Linked DNA regions of Mus musculus: region 2 is linked to region 1. A link is a contact called in public Hi-C data. All regions are on one chromosome and are shown on one strand. The core of a region is the stretch at or near the end of the contact, and the rest is flanking DNA. Distances in the headings are between cores, read along the strand shown.

What was found. Hi-C and Micro-C count contacts between places; a contact is called where the count stands out from the background.
Region 2: a Hi-C map of cerebellum shows a contact between it and region 1, with 1.6 times the contacts expected there. The contact joins two enhancer-like sites. A contact is called at or near these places in 2 of 484 Hi-C or Micro-C datasets (brain and cerebellum) and 1 of 9 other capture datasets (embryonic stem cells).

The regions. Positions count from the first base shown.
Region 1 is chr4:47,591,250-47,593,798 of GRCm38.p6, forward strand. No RefSeq gene overlaps it. Among named protein-coding and RNA genes, the nearest start is that of Gm32487, 10 kb to the right of the region's middle. Within about 2 kb of position 1,267, at least 9 of the 459 cell types and tissues checked have an H3K27ac peak or open chromatin away from gene starts, as enhancers often do. A contact at or near this core is called in cerebellum, where this site is marked.
Region 2 is chr4:47,978,500-47,981,048 of GRCm38.p6, forward strand. No RefSeq gene overlaps it. Among named protein-coding and RNA genes, the nearest start is that of Gm52735, 14 kb to the left of the region's middle. Within about 2 kb of position 1,267, at least 10 of the 459 cell types and tissues checked have an H3K27ac peak or open chromatin away from gene starts, as enhancers often do. A contact at or near this core is called in cerebellum, where this site is marked.

The sequences.
Region 1 (2,549 bases), core at 17-2,516:
AGGATCTTCTGTCATTGAAGGCCAGGAGTGTCCCTTCACCACATGGCCACAGAAAGACCAGTGATCACCCAATGGCTCCCACTGTTTAAAGTCTCCTCTGCACTGGGAAGAGAAGCTTGTATGCTGGGGAAGCCCAGATTGGCAGCAGAGACAGACACAAACCCAGGACATACCCTCGATGAGGCTAGAGCAGAGCTGCTTTGTGGAGGATGTAGGACAGCTACAAGGGAAGAGGAAATGTCACAGCTGGACCCAACAGGAAGGGTATTTGTCTGACATAAATGAGAGGAGAGAATTTTAGGCAGGAAGCAGAATCCTTTCTTCCTAGCAAAGAGTCATGGAGTGCATAAAGCATGTGGGTGGTTTGGGTCTGGACAAAACCCAGGGAAAGGTGAAGCTGAGGGGAAATCAGGCCCAACTTGTGGAAGAGAAGCCTGGTGCCTGCTGAGGCCTTGGCCTTCAATTTGAGATGCTGGGCAGGCTCTGAAGGGTCCCACTTTTGGAAATGATAGCCGTGGTTTGGTCATCTGGGTTGATTATCTGGGGCCTAGTTCAGGCACTCTTCAGGAATGCTTTCTCACAGACCAGACTTGACTACACTACCATCCATATTGGGGCCAGCCAATCCTGGACACTTTACAACTGCATCCCTGTCCTCTCCACTAGAGTCAGTGGTATTTTCACAGCTCTGATCACCCAAGATGTTCCTATACATCAACAAATGTCCCCGCATAATAAACAATTCCTAGGTGAGAGCCATTGTGTGGTAATTGGATTTGTTGTTATTGTTGTTGTTGAATTGTGTTTGAGGAGTGTCCTTATACACAAATGCAAAAGATGGCGTCTTTTGTATTTGCCTTTTTCCTGTTCTCCAAGGCCCCAGTGTCTGACTTCCAGCCTCCCCTTGAGCTACACTGGACATGCCCTTGACTGCCTACCTAGCCTCACTCAGCCCTAGGGCTCAAGATCTCTGCTCCTGAGGCTTCTGGCTGTGGTTGTCTGTAGTGAACCCATAGCAAACAGCTCTGTCTATTTCTACTTCAGGCCAGTAAAGGACCTAATTCCCTCTGGGGCACACTACATGGTGTCCAGAGACTACTGGAAGGGCTCCCACCTTGAGATCAGCTTCAACAGAGCCGTCCAAGCAGGTTGGCACTCAGGCCTTCAGTCCAACTGTTTGCCAAGCCATTGCTTGGAGGGACAAGTCAGCTCAGGAGGTCTGCCAGGGAAAGAGTACCAGGTCAGGGACAGAGGGCAAGTGGTGGCAGCTGGAACCCATGTGACTGCTGGAGGCTATGTATGTGTGTGTGTCACAGGGCAGAACTGGCTACTGATTCCTGCCTTGGCTCGATGTGAAAAGCTGTCACACGACTTGACTTTCTCTGTGGGAGTTTTGTGTTGGGGGTCTGGAGAGGCGGGTGGGAGAGCAGGGTGAAGTGATTTTTTAGGATCCGTGCTGGACGTATAAAACACACTTTGAATCACAAGTTGATGCTCACAGGACATTGCTGGCTTTGCCAGCGCAGAAATCAGGCTTTGGGCACGCAGACAAATCTGCGCCTGAGTCTGTTATGATTAGACTGGGATGTCTAAGGCAGGGTCCACTAGTAGCCGAGTAGGGAGCTAGGGACCACTGTCTACCTCTCCCAACATCAATGTACAATAAATATAAGCGTCTTCACTTGCTTATCCCACAGTAGCCCTGTTCCAAGAGAGAAAAACAAGGGCCAGAGTCTCTCTCCTTGTTCCATTTTCTCCCATCCGTAGGGCTTTCAGGGTTTCATTTTCTTTTTTAGTTTTAAATTCCCAACGCCAGGTTCCCTTTGACTTCTTTATATCTTCAAGTTCACATGCCAGCTATTCCTTCTTGCTGATGGGCTGTGGGAGAGGATTCTGAAATGACCCCACCTCTTTTGACCCTAGGTCCAGGTTGGCAAGCTCGGGGGATCCTGAGCAGTCCCAGGTTAGCATGGCTGGAGCCTGAGTCAGGTGTATTCTCAGGCTGTGAGGAGGGGCTTGGCATGCCCCTCAGCAAGGACAGGAAAGCCCTGAGGGCTCCCCCAGAGGCTCCACTTACCTCAGCCCCCACAGAGCCAAGAGCTTTATTTAGCCTCTCCGAAATCCCACAGACAGGGACAGTACTCCTGAGCTAGTGTCCTTGCTGTGGAAGAGGACAAAAGCTTGTGAGCGGGCTTTGCCCCGGGAAGACAGCCACCTGCCTCGTGCTTGCCCACTGTTTCATCTCAAGGGCTCGCACTTTTTAAAATGTTTAAAAATAACATTTAGCATATCTAATCTCGTTATGTAAGCAGGATGTATTCAGTGTAGAATAATTGGGAAACCCGAAAAAGGATAAAGCAGTCAGTTTAATCTTTACCACTATCCCACACATCAGAAATATATAAGCCCTGATAAAATGTTAGCATAGCATTTCTCACCTGTTATTGAGTCATGGGTGTGTATATAGCTCTATAGAGCATAAGCAAAATATATTTCATCTAAAACTACAATAGGACTGCCATTTAAGAGGCATGGATCAAAGAATACAA
Region 2 (2,549 bases), core at 17-2,516, 390 kb after region 1:
CACCCCCTGAAAAAAAAACATCCTATTCTGAATCCATATAGGTATGAACAAGTTGATTAGATCAGGGATCCCAGCCACAGGCCATGATCCAATCATTTCTCCAAAGTCCAATGTCAGAACATTGCTTTGAAGACCAAGATTTTCAACCTGTGAGCCTTTTGAAAAGATATTTTATATTCAAGCCAGAGCGCATGATAGAGAGCAGTCTAGATCCAAAACACAAGGCCAGATGTGATTGGCTCCAGTGCCCATGGTTAGTCCCTGTGGTACTGATGGCCAGGCAGGGGGCCACATACAACAACCATGCTGAAGTACCAAATGCGTTTCCAAAAATGATTTTTAAAAAGCACGCTTTTTCTTACAAGAAAACCCAGACAACCACTGCAAGAGCTGATAAACTGCCCTGATCATTGAGTTCATGAGAAGGAACAGCCTTGAGCCTGCGGCAGCACAACCCTCAAGCTGCAGCGACATTGCTTATTAGTCTGGTGACAGACACTGGAGCCAACATAGATCTTCTGCCTTTCCATTGTGAATTCTCTCCTGGTTTGATGATATTGTTTGGAATTCTTGGTACAGACTTACCAATGGGGGGAGGGGTGGGGGGCAAGCAAATGTTTATGCTAAAAATATGAAGTGAATTATAAGGGGGTCTACACAGACATGGAGAGAGTCAACTTAACTTGAGCATACAGTTTTTAAAAAAGTATCCACTCTTGACTTGTTTTTCAAATGCAACATAATGGAGGCATACAAATAAGGATGTCTGTGGGCAATTATTAGAATTTTAGGTGGATCATAGAGCTTAGTAAGCTGAAACAGGAGTCCATGCACAGAGATGCCCAACTCCTCATGGCAGAAGTTACACTCCTTAGCCAGGAAGACCTCTGAAATACAGACTACCCCTTCTGTAGTCTGTAGCTGAAACGTAAGAAATGAGGGAGGGCAGGAAAGCCACTGTTCTCTGTGCAATTATAAATCAGGAAAGGCAGCACCAGTGGATAAACACGTATATGCATTCTCTCTCTCTCTCTCTCTCTCTCTCTCTCTCTCTCTCTCTCTCACACACACACACACACACACACACACACACACACACACACACACACACAGACATACACACACACACACAAAGACATGGGTATCATCAGCATTGAGTCTACACTCTGGAGAAGGTTTCAGCACTGACTCAAGTGAGAAGGGCTCTCCTGAGGCCTCCCTGGAGCCCAGCCAGAAACTCTGAGTCACTCCTTTCCACCTCCTGGGCGAGCAGCCAGGACAATCTCCGACCCCACCTCACGCTGAAGCCCGTGGACATCACGGATGACATGCCCATCTGCTGTCCCAGCAGGACGAGAAATAACCAGTGAGCACAATGTGCTTTGGAAACACAGAGTGTCAAAGACTTTCTTCTTCTTCTTCTTTTTTTTTTCCTCTGAATCTCATTCTCTTTAGTTTCAGGGAGCAAAAATGGAAAAGCAAGCAAGCAAAAATATAGACACAACAGGGCAGTTGCACACACGAACTTACAGTGGTTATGACGGCATGCACAAGACCCATACAAGTTCAAGCCAGACAAAATCCCAGTATGACTGGGGGAGTTGGCCTCCAAGTCCCACCCCTAACTCAGGGACTACTGGCAATCCATAACTGCCTAGAGACGAAGAACAGATTTTCTTTAAGGGTATGGCCTCTGGGAGGTAAAGCTCCCTCCGACGAGTGACCACATACCCAAGAACACACCGGCTGCACAAATTGGACTTGATAGGTTCTAGAAACGAAAGAGAGAGAGGATTCAAAGTTGGGGATGGTAGAGAAAGTCGGTGTGGATCTGGGAGGAGCTGCAGGAAAGATATGAAGATGATCAGTATACACTGTGTGGAAATCCCAAAGAACTAATGTAAATAAAAATTAGTCCAAATCTGGAGGCTTCTGTAGTCAGAAGTGAAATACCATCATACAGCTTATTGCTGCAGCTGCCTGTTCTGTGGCTACCTGCTGCACATGGAAATGCCATAGCCGGGGCTTCAGCCGTTTCGTTTGGCCCCCAATGATCACTTCTGAAAGGTGGGAGAGGAAACACCTAGCTTCACAGAGACTTGAAGTGCCAGGGTAGGGGGGATACCCAGGGGTCCCCACCAGATCAGAGGAGAAGGGGAGAGGAAGGGGGAAAGGTTGTGGAAGAGGGCTAGTGGGAGGGGGCAGTGAGTGGGATGTAAAGTGAGTAAGTAAAAGATAAAATTTAATTTAATTCTTTTTAAAACGTTATTATTTGATGCTGGCTATATACAAATGAGAATATCACTCCAGAGCTATCTCGGAGGGGATTCAACCTTCCTCAAACTTTTCTGAGAAATGAATCCTCAGAAATTCAAAGCTTCATCTGTAAGATGACACAGAAATTTAAGGAACTAAGTCTGAGATCTGAGAATATACTAAGCATTGTTATAAACACTTTAAATGCTCTCATTTCATTATCAGAAATGACCGATTCCTCTGAACCTGTGATTTCCATAGCAAAGCCATAGGCTTGCTTTCTTCCTTTCTTT